Linked DNA regions of Mus musculus: regions 1, 2, 3 and 4 are each linked to region 5. A link is a contact called in public HiChIP or PLAC-seq data. All regions are on one chromosome and are shown on one strand. Each heading gives the region's core, a stretch centred on a gene start, on an enhancer-like site or on the middle of the called end of the contact. The rest is flanking DNA. Distances are from core to core; before and after follow the strand shown.

Region 1 (2,700 bases), core at 15-2,514, 800 kb after region 5:
AACCGTTCCAGGTAGGGGGGAAGGGAGAAAGGGGGCGAAAGAGAAGTGCAGGTGGCGGCTAAGGCCCTCGCTCCAGCCACACCAGCCGGCGCGTGTCCTAGCTTTGGCCCCGCTATCGAGGCCACCGAGTTTGTGGCTTCAGCTAATCGGCCGATAAGATTAGAGGCCACAAGTACGGTCCCACGTCTAACGAGGGCACGATTCCGCGGCCCTGAGAACCTCCGTCCCTCTTCTCCTTTTGTCCAGAGAAAGAAGCAGGGGAAGAGAGAGACCACTGACTGCCAGGGGTTGGGGGGTGCTTCGCCCAGGAAACCCCCCCAAAAAAAATCTGGGCAGAGGGGCGTGGACCCACGTGGGACACCCAGATCAGATCCCAGGCACGCTCTCTCTCTGTCCCACCGACTGAGCCCAAGGCGTCCACTTCCTCCTCCCTGGCAACCCCGGGCGCCGGGCAGTGCGGCCTGGGCCCTGCCCCACACCCAACCCGGCCACCTTGACCCTGGGCACGTCCGCCCCGTCGGTCCCACGGCCTTACCCGGCAGGGCGAGCACCGAGTCGTACATTTTGCAGCTCATCATGCCGGTGCTCTGCGTGACGCACTCCATCCAGAGCCCCTTGTACATGGCCTGGGCTGTGATGATGTTGTCGCCCGCATAGGAGCTCATCTGCCACTGAGGGATGGCAGTGCTCGCTATCAGGCCCACCCAGCCAAGCATGGCCATTGAAAAGCCCAGCAGTTGCAGGCCCGAGTTGGCCATTTCCTTGTCTCAGAAAAGACGGGACGCGCCGGGAGGGCGACCCTACAGTAAAGCAAAAAAACAAAAAAACAAAAATCCGGGGAGCAGCAACACAAGAAAATTTGGATAGAGATTTAAGTCACCCAAAGGAGAAAAAGATTTTTTTTTGGACCGGGTAACTACAAATCTTGTTAACCGAGGTAAACACAAATCGTCCCCTCCGGTGAAGCGACACTCTCACAGCAGAGGGAACCGGCTTCGCCCGAAGGACTGGTTCCAGACAAAAGCGGTCCCCGAAGGCCGGGCGGTTCCTACCGGCGTGCTCCGAGACTACCCAAAGAAGTGGAGGGGCCGTTAGGGCGTGGCCCCCAGAAAGTATGCGGGCCCTTGGGCCCCAGGCTGCGGTGCGCGGCACAGGGAGCTGGCGGTGCGGCGGCAGGTGCGGGCGAGCAGGTGCGGCGCACCTGAGTATATATATGCAGGACGTCGGGGACGCGCCCCCGCAGGCACCCGGAGCGCTGCAACTTGGGCGGGACCAGAGGGGCAGTCGAGTGACCTGACGTCACTGAAGGGACACTCACCTGAACCGGAAGTCTTGGCCCCTACCCCCTCCTCGTCCAGGTGAAGAGGAAGAAACCTGAGCTCCAGGGTCACGCCCCTTCATTTGCCTGGCTCTAACCGTTGATGGGAAATAGGCGACGGCTTCTCAGAAGTCCCTGGGGTCGGAGTCTGCCCTGCAGACTCCAAGTGGCCCCTTCCTCTCCTTTCCATACAGGTGCGCCTGGGTCGCTGCGGAGCCAGTACCCTCAGACGCCCCTGGAAAGGCTCCTCGCCATCCTTCCCCTGCAGGTTTCGGCGCGTGCCACTTGTCCAGCCCGACTTTCGTCTCCACTCTCAGCTCTTTTTTTCTTTAGTCTCCTACCAAGGCCTGTCTCATCATCAGGGGCCCTAACCCATTACGGTAAAATCACCCGTGCTGCATGCACCCTTCTAGGAATTTCTACTCTCAGACAGTCTAGCAACCTACCGCTTCACCGCTCAAGCCCTCCACAAGACACGGCTCTCCGACAGTCCTCCCACAGGCCTGGTCCCAGGACCAGGTAGGTACAGGACTTAGCACCTGAGCCTGTCAGTGTCTCCTCCAACATAGAGGCTCCTTCTACCCGAAGGAGTTTTCCGAGGGTGGGGAGAAGGGTAAGACCTAGGTCAGAGAGTCTGACACGACACGCCCAACATTCCCCTCCCCAGGTTGTCATTTCTGGTTTACCTTCATTTTCCTCACTTCCTTCTCCATCCACACACTTTCTCTTTCCTTCATTCTGAGCTTCCGGGGACCTGTTTGTGTGCCCTTTCGGTGCCCTCCGACCCACTCTAGCATCTTAATTCATCCCTTAGAAAGTCTAGCTTAAGGCTGGGGAGATGGCTCAGGGGTTAAGAGCACTGACTGCTCTTCCAAAGGTCCTGAGTTCAAGTCCCAGTAAACACATGGTGGCTCACAACCATCCATAATGAGATCTTGACACCCTCTTCTGGTGTGTCTGAAGACAGCTACAGTGTATTTAAATATAATAATAAAATCTTAAAAAAAAAAATAGAAAGCCTAGCTCAGCCTCCACTCCTTCCAGCTTTCCCAGAACTTTGACCATCCTTCCTCCCAGCTTGGCTTCTAAGGTTCTCATTTATCTTTCCCCTTTTCCTGCCTTCTGCATTTTTATTCACCCCCCCCAACACACACACACACACACACACACACACACACACACACACACACACTTCCAGACTAAGGTTGCTCCCTCCAGACCCTTGGAGCCCAGTAGCCCAGTGTGTCCATCACTGCCCCCCTGAACTCTTTCTAGTTCTTTCTTCCAGTCTACCTCTCCTACAACCTCCTTCCACCTCTCAGACCTTCACAGGTCTTTCTTCCTTTTGCTAGTTTTTTGGTTTTTTATTTACGTTTATGTGC
Region 2 (2,700 bases), core at 92-2,591, 550 kb after region 5:
CATGGCTTTGCAAACATTCTTTAGCCCCTCTTCTCCTCTGCACGCTCACGCGGACACACACACACACACCGCCTTGTACAGTCCCCTATCCTATAAGAAGTTCCTGTCCCCATTATCACCCCTTAAACATACAGCCACCCCACTCTTCTTACCAGCGAGGAGGCCCAGGCCGAGGTAGAGGTGCAGGAGGCTTCGGGCGAAAGCCGAGAAGACCAAGCCAAGCGAGGTTAGGACTCCCCCAACCATCACCACGGGGCGTGCCCCCCAGCGAGTGCTCAGGGCGCTGCCCACTGGGCCTAGAAGGGGGCGGAGTCAACGAAGACATGCCCCGGGACCCCCAAACTATCCGAAACATTTCTCATTGGCTGTTTTGCCTGGCCTGGTAACTCCTCCCATTGACCTCAAGACCCACTCTTCTAGAATTTGGTTCCACCAGTAACTCTCAGGTTGTCTGGTAATCAAGTCTGCTGTCTCCCATCACTACATCCACGGCCTCTCCACCCGGTGCCCGCCTCCCACCTCGGGGGGCCCCCCTCACTGGCTGCCTGCTGCACGGCCAAGGCCAGGGCGCTGACCCACGCAGTGTCCTGGGCGCTTCGTTCAAAGTGCTCCGCGAGGTCGGGGAGGGCAAGGCCCAGGGAGCGTAAGAGCCCGTAGGAGAGCCCGTTCACGGCGAATGCTGCGGCCGCCACCACCCAGCCCCAGCCCCCGTCCGGGGGTCCGGCCGGCTTGGGGGTCATCGCCGTCTGCTGGGGTGGGGAAACACCTGTGAATGAAGTCTCCACGCCTGGGCCTCCGCTAGGGAGCTGACGTCCCTGAGATCCAGCCTCGGGCTGCTCGCCCAGGGAGGGCACGTCGCCCGGAGCATGGGCGCGGGAACCAGGCCTAGGGATAGAAGTCCTAGGTGCGCGTGAGGTCCTGGGATGGAGGGGCAGCAGGATCCCCCAGGCCAGGGGCTCATCCTTCCCAAACCCTCTTTCTCTTACCCGACCTCTCCCGGCGTTGGGGGTAGGGAAAGGGCGAAGGTGGGTTCGGCCGGATTTTCTCCGCGCTTTCCGCAGAAAGGGTTCTGCGGAGCAGCTAGCCAGCACAGAGATGGAGCCCAACTTGGACCGCTCTCTCCAGTAAACAGAGATCACCACAGGGGCCCAAGCCACCTGGGACACGGGGTGGGGGTGGGGGTGAATACCGAGGGCGGGGGAAAGAGAGACAGCCAATCCACCCAGGCCTGGCTAAGGCCTGACGCCGAGTCCCACGAGGATTGAATTATCCACACACGAGCCCCAGCCCTGGTTGGGGAACCGCGAGGAGTGAGCGTACCTGGTGGCCGCGCCCCGCCTCTCCCCGCGCCTCTCACGCCGCGGGGCTCACACCCACGCACCTGCTGCGCACGCAAGAAGAGCCCGGTTGCACTCTTCGCCCGGCCAACTGCCCACGCATGAAAATAGCAGTGGTCTCCAAAACCTAAATGAGTTCTTGGATTCTCGGATTTGTTGTTGAGGATCCTGTAAAGCTCCAACATCAAATCACTCAAATCACTGGCCTCCAATGGACAACACCAGCATGCCCTCACTAGAAAGGAAGGCGAGTTCTCGGTACCAAGACCTGTGATGTTCCAGGCAGTCTTTACATACTTGGCCATTTCATCCTTACAATATCCCTATGAAGATGGCACTATCCCCATTTTACAAATGTAATAGCTGACCCCTAACCCACCCCAAAGCGTTCAGCTAAAAAAAAAAAAAAAATTGAACTTAGGTTTATACTATCGTGGGAGGATACAGGGAGAACAGACCTAGGAGTGACACAGAGATTGGGGACAGTTGAGGGAAAGAGCTTGGAGAGACAGATTGATGTGAACTGTAGTGGAAAGGACAGAATTCATGCAGAGCCACAGTGTGAGGGTGGCTGGGAATAGCTGAAAGGCTTGGGCAAGATTTTTTTTTTTTTAAGGAAGAATTCAGAGAAATAAACCCAGGTGTTTTTCTTGAAGATTTTAACGAGCAACCTTCTTTAGCAGTCACTATTGCTTTACTTCCGCCATTTGATTCATTTGGTTTAATCATTAAACAATGCCATTGAAATTTCAGCGATTTGCAGGTTGGAGCTTATATCAACCCGTAGCCACGGGATGGCGGTGTTTCCTAATTGATGAGAAAGTATCAGCCTAGAAAGGGAAGAAACGTAGCTGAGAAGTCGTGAAACTGGAAGACTAAAGAGAGTAGACAGACTTTCAGAAGCACATCACTGTGTTTGGGGAAGGCCTCACAACCATTAAAGGAGAGCCAGGCTACCTTCCCATCCCACACTCCCACCCCAGGGAATCAGCGTCCTCCCTCCTCAGTAAGTCTACCCTTTTCTCAGTTCTGGGTTTTCACATAAATGGTTTTTCTGCTGAAATGTCCTAGAACAGAAGACCATGAAGGTGTGAGGCCCTGCCACAGACACCTTAGGAAAGTGGCCTCACTGCATTCACCAGCCAGGAGCTGTCTGTGAAAGCCACCGGAGTGGTGGCGCCTGCAGGTACTCAGCCACCAAGGAGGCAGGGAACAGCTGGCTGGTTTCTTGAGAAGGCCAGTAAGAAGTCTGCTCTCTGTAAGTGGAACCCGGCCAGCCCAAAGGAATGGCTCTCTCCGTGATGAAATAGAAATACAGCCAGAGAGGAGACTATTTCTGGGTTGTACCAAATAATGCTGTGTA
Region 3 (2,700 bases), core at 116-2,615, 570 kb after region 5:
AAACTCAGACTGTATGAAACGTAATTTTTCTTTGCCACCCCCCCCCTTTTTTTTTTCCTGAGATGGGGTCTCTTTATGTAGTCCTGGCTGTCCTGGAGCTCATAATATAGACCAAGCTGGCCTCTAATTCAGAGATCCTCTTGCCTCTGCCTCCTGAGAGCTGGGATTAAAGAAGTGCACCACCACCATGCCTGGCTTTCCCTCTGACTTTGGTAAGAGTGATGGACATGACATGACCTTTAAAGAAGAGAGATGGCTCCGTGGTTTAGAGCCCTTGCTGCTCTTGCAGAAGACCCAGATCTAATTCCCAGAATCTACATGAAGGCTCATTGCAACCTCAGTTCCAGGGATTTCTGATCTCCGCAGTCACCGGCATGCACACAGTACACACACCTACAGGCAAAATGTTCAGGTGCACAAAATTAAATAATTAAGAAAAGGAAAATCCTGCTGTGTGTGTGGTGGCAGAGGACAGCGAAAACAAAAGGGAAGGATTCCAACCTATACTGAGAATTGGATTAAGACCTCAGTGTGGACTCCATAGCAGTGAGGCGGAACAGGAAATGTTTTTGAGATGAACAGAGGTAGCCAAAGGGCAAAGAGATCACTTCTGTTCTTGTGGTCTCATTGCAGTCAGCAGAGCCTCAAGAGGAGGAGAGCTCGGGGCATGGTGGCGCACGCCTTTAATCCCAGCACTTGGTAGGCAGAGGCAGGCAGATTTCTGAGTTCAAGGACAGCCTGGTCTACAGAGTGAGTTCCAGGATAGCCAGGGCTGCACAAAGAAACCCTGTCTTGAAAAGAAAAAGGAAGGAAGGAAGGAAGGAAGGAAGGAAGGAAGGAAGGAAGGAAGGAAGGAAGGAAAGAAGGAAGGAAGAAAAAGAGGAGGAGAGCTCAGCCTCTTTGCTGAGCTTTGCTGATACAAAGAAACAATGGGTTTTAGGGGGTTTTGATTTTTTGCAACAGATATGATTACAATTTTTTTTTAACCAAGGTTAAAAGCTACTTAGTTTATATGTGTCCTATGTGACTTTCTGAAACATTCTCTCTCCATTCTTAGTTTCAGTTCTCCATGCTTAGGTATGTTTAGGGTATGTGTGTACTCTTTAGACTCGGCTGATGTTAATGGTTGTAGCTATCCCTTAGTGTTCTAAAGAGAGAGTGAATCCATCCATTTTCTTTTGCTTTAAAAGGTATATGAGCCAGGGAATTTTATAAATTCAAGAGTCCTACTTAGCTCATGGCTTTAGAGGCTGAAGGGCAAAGGGCTGCTACTGGCTGCGTTTTCCAGAAGGATCCGTGACAGATGAGCGCAGGGTGGTGTGATCGCGTGCGAGAGCAATCACGTGGTGACGATACAGGAAACCAGAGAGATGCAAAGGTCAGGCTTGCTCTTTTCTAACGCCCACTCCCGTAGGAACCAACTCACTGTCTCATAACAGCATTAGTTCTTTGTGAATCCAGAGCTTTCAATGGCCTACCTACCGCCTGCTTGACATTGCCCCTTAAATGTCATCCCACCTCAGGGCCCAAGCCCCCAACGCCTGAGCCCTGAGGGACCACATTTGAGCAGTATCCAAAGCATAACGAATGGCTAGCTTGCCACGGTCAGTGCAAATCACCCTGTAGAAAACTGATCTTGCGCGCATGCGCGCGGGGCGGGGCGTTGCTCACCACTTGCTGTGTTTTGTTTAATGGCCTTCCTCTCTTATTCAGCAACCGGTCTGTCAAATGGCGATAAATTGTTTCTGTCCACCCCCGTGAAGTAATCATGCACCCTGTGAATAATACACAATTGAAGTGCTTTTTAACTTATAAAACATGACCAGTTATGACTCATTCCGACATTTCAAAGCCTAAGAATTCCGGTGGCACCAGAGCGAGTGACTTGTCTTCCTTTCTACTGAAATGATTCATACATTTCCTTCAGATTCTGTTAACCCGTGTCATTCCTTTCCTCAGAACCTATGTGAGCCCTGACTATAAGATGTGAATGGATTCTCATCATTGGGGAGAAGCAGGAGGCACAAGGCCCAATGCCCAGTGCCTGCCATGAAACTGGTTGTAATGGTTTGAATATTCTCGGCCCAGGGAGTGGTGCTTTTAGAAGGTGTGACCCTGTTGGAGTAGGTATATCACTGTGGGTGCTTTAAGACCCTCATCCTAGCTGCCTGGAAGCCAGTCTTCTCCTAGGAGCCTTCAGATGAAGATGTAGAACTCTCAGCTCTGCCTGCACCATACCTGCGTGGGCACTGCCATGCTCCCGCCTTGATGATAATGAACTGAACCTCTGAACCTGTGAGGCAGCCCCAATTAAATGTTGTCCTTTATAAGATTTTCATTGGTCACAGTTATCTGTTTATAGCAGCAAAACCCTAACTAAGACAGAAGTTGGTACCAGGGACCAACAGGGTATTGCTGTGATAGGCCTGACCATTGCCTTTGTTTGGAGGAATGTGGATTTTGGGACTTTGGATTTGGAAAGCAGTGGATTACTTTAAATGGGACTTAATGGGTTATCCTAGTAGGCATAAGGAAGACTTTGTCACTGAGAGTGATTTAAATTCTAAGAACCTGGCCCAAGAGGTTTCAGTGGAGAATTTCAATGCATGACCTAAAGGCTGTTTTGTGGTATTTTGGTGAAGAATGTGATTACTTTTTTTTTTTTTATTGCCCTTGTCTTAAGAGTGTGCCTGAGAGCTG
Region 4 (2,700 bases), core at 176-2,675, 760 kb after region 5:
AGTAGCTTTTGTTTGTTTTATGACAAGGTTTCTCTGTGCAGCCCTAGCTGTCCTGGCACTGGCTCTGTAGACCAGGCTAGCCTTGAACTCAGAAAACTGCCTGCCTCTGTCTCCCAAGTGCTCAGATTAAAGATGTGCACCACCACTGCCCAACACATAAAATATCTTTAAAAAAAAAAAAAAAGCAAAAAAATCCTCCAACTCTCTTCAGCCCCCAGGGGGTATCGGGGTAGCGGGGAGAGGAGGTTCTGGCCCTAAGAGGAAATAAGAACTCAGAAAAGTTCAGAATGGTACATGCTTTGCCAGGAAAGTCTACTTCAAAACAGCCTAATATATCCCAATAGATCTCGCTGCAATATTACAGACTCTACCATCCCAAAATAATACTATGGAACCTGATTAATAAGCCAGAATAGCCTAATTGTCTCACTATAGCCCGGTCTACATAAAAACACTGCATGCCCAGCATATTGGCTCACACCTGTTTATTTCAGCTCTGGGGGCTAAGGCAGGAACTCCATGGGTTCGAAGCCAGCCTAGGATACAAGGAATAAAGCCCTACCTCCAAACAAAAGAACAAATCAAAACAGGCAAACAAAATTACAGACTATCTCTATCTAACTCGCGTGCAGACGTCTGAGAGCGAGCATCCCAGCTCACCAAAAGATAGATGGCTCTAATCTCCGCACAGCCTAGCATAACCTCAAGCATCACTTCTTTGCCTTTTGGCTAAAATCATGGAGAGAGAATGGCCAAACAAACCAGTGTTCCCCATTCCTCCAACCTAATTTTCTCGCCATCCAGCCCTTTCTTCTATGTGTCCAAATATAACCTTGTCCGTCTTGGGATGGGCTTTCTACCTTAGCACAGTACAATATGCTATGCTCCACTACAGGCCAGAAACAGTCCAAGGTAGACCGGTCTCCCTCAATATCGCCCAATCCACTCTAGCATACCCACCGTCCTTCCCAGTCTAGGCCTCGCGCTTACCCAAAATCCTGATCCATGGACTTGAAAAAGTACTTGGCGCCCGCGGGCCGCTGCAAAACGCTCTTGAAATCGCCGAGCGTGATGCGCTCCGCCGGGACAGGGATCTTCACCAGGTAAGGAGTCTCTTCTTCATCCAGATGGTAAATCACCTTCGTCTCGCCTACACCACCGCCCCCCGCGCTGCTGCCCGCCATGGTCTCGCTCGCGCGCTCCCGGGCTCAGCCGCCCACCCAACAGGACTAAGCGCCCCCGCCGCGCCTGCGCACACCCGCAAACTGACGCGCTAGCGCCAACAGCGCAGGGCCAGTGCGGAAGACGTGCCCAAGGAGGATGGCGGGGACCAGCGGGCTGATCGGGAAGAGCTGTGTGGCGAGACTCAAAACCTAGACCGCACAGTCGAGGGCCACTAGCTCCACGGACGTCGCGAGCAGCACCGAGGTCCCCGCCCACCTCTCCCCATGCCACGTGACCCAAGCCCGCCCACTTTGCGCAGCCGACTGTGCTTCACGTGACTTCCTTGAGTCACGTTACTACAAGCTCCACCTAGACACTCACGTGACCACTGCCTTGAGCAACGGTCTTCAGCCCTAGACGACTCCGCCCCCAAACGTGTACAACCCGCCCCCCCCCCTCCCAAGTACCTTAGCAAGCTTCTACTCTTGGAATGCTGGCAACTGGCCCCCACTTTGCCTTACCCATCTGAGGTTCAAGGCACCTCAATAGCAACTATAAGAGGGGCGGGGATATGGGCTGATGAGTGAGAATTGTAACCTGGGACCCTTAGGGCAGTACTCCTACTAGACTGTACTTGGGATGAGAAAGCCGAAATAGTCTTCAGAGATGTCTGAGGGGCATTAGACAGTGCCCAAGCCAGATTTGGCCCCTAAACTTCCCATCTCCACCTCCCAAATTGTGGAATTACAGCCCTGGACTTACAAGTGGCCTTCAGCCCCAACTCCACCCAAGACTTCCACCAGGTTTCCCAAAGATCCCCTCCCCAAATAGGACAAGGAGGGCTGTAAAACACAAGAGCCCACTCTGCTTTATTTACAACACGCAGGCCGTCTGTCTGAGCAGCCGGCCAACAGTATTAAAAACGAGGCGAGTGCTAATTGACACCTTTTTCTTTCCTTCCTCACTCCACAGGCTTTGGTACTCCACCTCTGAGCAACCTCGCTCAAATGGGGGAGCCCCAAATTAAAAATACATCCGGTGTAAAAGAAAGTAAACGGGAGAGAGAAGAAACATGAGGGGAGTGCTGTATTTACACTACAGTTTTATAGACAACTATCCCATTACATCCCAGTTTGAGCCCTGGACCTGCAAGTGAAAAGGGTACAGGGTTGACTGGACAGAGATTCTGTCTACAGATCCAGCCTCCCCGACCCAACTGTAATGGGGTCAACTTCAAGTCCATGGAGCAGGAAGGACAGAGTAGAAGACACTCATTTCCAAATACGTCTCCCTTGGGAATTGTGGCCCTCAAGTGGGGACAGCCTCCTCACTCCAAGGGAAGGCTGGGGACCCTGAGGCTCAGTTCCCAAGTAATGTCACAAGTTCCAGCCTTAGTGATGTCAGGGTTCTCCAGATTTGGGGAGACCCCCTAACCGCCGGGCCTCTGGCCGAAGTTCCTTGCATTTCTGGCAATAAAAGAAGTCGGGAACGTTGGTCTTCTTAATCTTAGCACAGGAGAGGTGGATCCACGTCCCA
Region 5 (2,766 bases), core at 74-2,573:
CCTCCGACCATAAAATTATTTTCATTGCGTCTTCATAATTATAATTTTGCCATTACGAGTGGTAGTGTATATATTGTAAAGGGGATATTCAAGTCTCAGAGGGGTTGCACCTCACAGGCTGAGCACCACTGTTCTACAATGTGACCAAGGATGACATTCTACTCATCTTGTTAACCTCAGTGCTTAGCACATTTCTGATACCTGGAAAACATTAAGTGAGGTTTCTGAGCTATCTGGGTGAATGTCTGCAGTTGTTTTAAAGGTTAATTGAAGATTCCATTCACCATTGTCCCTAAAGAGACCAGAGCAGTGTCTGACAGATAACTGGTATCAACGTTTTATAAAAATAAGTTCTTAGCCGAGCACGATGACCCACACCTTTAATATCAGCACATGGAAGACAGAAGCAGATGGATCTCTGAAAGTCTTAAGTCAACCTGATCTACCTAGTGAGTTCAAGACTAGCCAGAGATATGTAGGGAGACCCTATCTCAAAAAAAAAAAAAAAAGTCAAACTAAGGCAACAACAAGAAAAGTTCTTTCTCCCAAGACACTATTTATCTTCCTCCTTTGGTATCCAGGATCAAGGGAACTCTGTCAATTCTGTGCTCAATTCAGTCTCATTTATGATTATTATTATTATTCTTAACTATGTGTAGTTGTGTGTTGCTACAGAGTTATAGATGTGTGTGCACATGAGTTACAGATGATACGAGGCGCCTGATTTGAGTTCTGGGAACCAAACTAGGGTCTTCTGGAAGAGCAGCAAGAACTACTGTGTCTTCTCTTTAGTCCCAATTCTATCATCTTTCTTTAACCTTAGTAAGCCAATGTCCTGCCTGCCAGCACAGGTCACAACATGCCACGGGGCCCCCAATTTTTGCCTGCTATTCGTTCTAGCAGTATACTTAGAGAATGAAATGAGAGAGAGAGAGAGAGAGAAGAAAAATAGGCATAGGTCTTTGGCATGCCCGTGTCGGAGCCTGCTTCTCCAGTTTCCCTGGCTGACAAGGCCTGCAAGCAGAATTAGGATCGGGCCCCTGACAGTGCCCAGGCTCCACCCTCTCCGTGTGCAAATGAGTAGGAGCCCCCGATGCCATAAAGTCCAAGGTCACACAGCAAACCCGAGTCAGGGGCGGGCCTACAGTCAGAACTCCAGCTCCAGGCCGGGAGCCCCGCGCCCTCCTCCCCCGGGCACGACGGAACCAGAGAGGCCTCACCGCTGGCGGATGCCGCCCACGCTCCCTCCGCCGGGCCCGAGGCGCTGCACCGCGGCGCGCACAGAACCGCAGCTGTTGTCTGGTGTCACGGGCGACCCACGCCGGCCACTTCCGGTACCGGGCGCACTGCGGCCAATCCGCGCGAGCCGCACTCGCGGGAGGAACAGGTGGCCAGCGAGCCCACGCCCCCATGCCCGTCTCAGCTTTCCCGTCTGCCGTTCTCGCCCACATTCACCCCATCTTCGCCCGGTCGGACAGGGCCGGTCGGCTAGCTGGAATGTCCCATGCACCTCGCGAAACCCACTGTGTCCCTTGACCACTGACGCGCAGGGTCCTCCCGGTTTCCTAGACGGGCCCCGGGGATGCACTTCCGCCCCGCAGCAGCCGCTCTGCGCGCCCCTGACGTTTCCGTGGGCTGGAAAACTCGAAACTCCGCCACGCTTCCCGCGGGGACGTGTCGAGCAGCCGCGTTTGTGCCTCACCTCCCGCTTTCCAAGAGTCTGTCAACTCCGGTTCCTAGATTTAGGGTGCGCCTGTCATCTTCTAGGAGCGAGGGGGGAGGGGAGGCCTGCTTTGAGGTCAGGAAGGCTTCAGGGAGTGATGCTTTGACAAAAAACTCAAGGTTGAGTGTGATTTCCGTTTTCCGCAGGCAATGGGAACTGCACTATTTGCTGGCCTTTCTCTCTTCTTGAATAAATTTGGTCTTTTAGCACAGCACGTATGTGACTATGAATGTGGTGATCCTCCTGCCTCAGCCTTCCAACTGCTGAAGTGAGCAACCAAGCCCAGTGAAGTAGATCTCTGTGTGGGGGAGGGAGAGGTTGAGGCAGTTAGGACTGGCCTTGAATTAATTATGCTCAGTGGTGGCCCTGGCTTGACTAATCACATTATCCCCTTCCTTCTGACTGGTCCAGAGGTGAACATTAGATACAAATAAGACTGAACAGTCCTTCCTTCCAGTTGCTATCTGGGAAGGTGGTGCAGTTTGAAGCAACATTTGTAAGGAATCAGGTCTTTTCTGAAGCCATGGTCTTTGTAATAGACCTAAACAAGGAGATCTGAACCGAGAAAAGGCAAAGGAGGCTGGGGGTGTGGCTTAGAGGTCGAGCACTTGCCTGGAATGTGCTAGGTAGGCCCTAAATTCAACCCCTAGTACTGTTAAACAAAATAAATAAATGAAATAAAAACAAGACATTTGAAGAAAAGGCAGGGGGGGTAACTAGTTTTGAGTAACTAGTTCTGAGGTAAGGGCTGGGGAGATGACTCATGGAGTTAAAGCACTTGCCATGCAGTGGAAGGACCTGAGTTCGAATCCCCAGAGCCCATGAGCAACTGTAATCCCGATGCTCCAAAATATAACAGTGCAGAATACACATGACTATTCCCAAAGGGAGAGATGGGGGCACAGGGAGGGAATAACTAAACCTGAGCAAGAAAACACCAACTTCTCTAGTTCTGTTTCTGGTATAAAGAAAGACGTGGACTGTTCTGCCCCTCCAGCTTCTACAAGATGCAGCTCTCTGTACCTCGTTCTCTTCTCTATCCT

What was found. HiChIP or PLAC-seq counts read pairs in DNA pulled down with a chosen protein or histone mark.
Region 1: a contact with region 5 is called in an H3K4me3 HiChIP or PLAC-seq map of bone marrow-derived macrophages, with 4 times the contacts expected there. The contact joins the promoter of Cldn7 here to the promoter of Zfp3 in region 5. A contact is called at or near these places in 1 of 115 datasets of contacts at active chromatin or transcription factors (bone marrow-derived macrophages) and 1 of 9 other capture datasets (pancreatic islet).
Region 2: a FOXA1 HiChIP or PLAC-seq map of pancreatic cancer cells shows a contact between it and region 5. The contact joins the promoter of Slc16a11 here to the promoter of Zfp3 in region 5. A contact is called at or near these places in 8 of 39 promoter capture datasets (embryonic stem cells, hippocampal neurons, liver and 4 more), 1 of 484 Hi-C or Micro-C datasets (embryonic stem cells), 7 of 115 datasets of contacts at active chromatin or transcription factors (embryonic forebrain, embryonic hindbrain, embryonic limb bud and 4 more) and 1 of 9 other capture datasets (liver).
Region 3: a FOXA1 HiChIP or PLAC-seq map of pancreatic cancer cells shows a contact between it and region 5. The contact joins the enhancer-like site here to the promoter of Zfp3 in region 5. A contact is called at or near these places in 8 of 39 promoter capture datasets (embryonic stem cells, hippocampal neurons, liver and 3 more) and 1 of 115 datasets of contacts at active chromatin or transcription factors (pancreatic cancer cells).
Region 4: a contact with region 5 is called in a FOXA1 HiChIP or PLAC-seq map of pancreatic cancer cells. The contact joins the promoter of Dvl2 here to the promoter of Zfp3 in region 5. A contact is called at or near these places in 3 of 39 promoter capture datasets (hippocampal neurons, liver and neutrophils), 3 of 115 datasets of contacts at active chromatin or transcription factors (bone marrow-derived macrophages, large pre-B cells and pancreatic cancer cells) and 1 of 9 other capture datasets (liver).

Annotation. Positions count from the first base shown.
Region 1 is chr11:69,963,985-69,966,684 of GRCm38.p6, reverse strand. It overlaps Cldn7 (claudin 7), which reads right to left and starts at 1,264. Exons shown (of 4, transcript NM_016887.6): 1 at 536-1,264. The coding sequence starts at 758.
Region 2 is chr11:70,212,551-70,215,250 of GRCm38.p6, reverse strand. It overlaps Slc16a11 (solute carrier family 16 (monocarboxylic acid transporters), member 11), which reads right to left and starts at 1,341. Exons shown (of 5, transcript NM_153081.3): 1 at 987-1,341; 2 at 539-749; 3 at 153-296. The coding sequence starts at 740.
Region 3 is chr11:70,188,571-70,191,270 of GRCm38.p6, reverse strand. No RefSeq gene overlaps it. Among named protein-coding and RNA genes, the nearest start is that of Clec10a, 23 kb to the right of the region's middle. Within about 2 kb of position 1,365, at least 58 of the 459 cell types and tissues checked have an H3K27ac peak or open chromatin away from gene starts, as enhancers often do. A contact at or near this core is called in pancreatic cancer cells, where this site is marked.
Region 4 is chr11:69,999,317-70,002,016 of GRCm38.p6, reverse strand. It overlaps Dvl2 (dishevelled segment polarity protein 2), which reads right to left and starts at 1,425. Exons shown (of 15, transcript NM_007888.4): 1 at 991-1,425. The coding sequence starts at 1,184. It overlaps Phf23 (PHD finger protein 23), which reads right to left. Exons shown (of 5, transcript NM_030064.4): 5 at 2,006-2,700. The coding sequence ends at 2,565.
Region 5 is chr11:70,763,004-70,765,769 of GRCm38.p6, reverse strand. It overlaps Zfp3 (zinc finger protein 3), which reads right to left and starts at 1,323. Exons shown (of 2, transcript NM_177565.3): 1 at 1,221-1,323.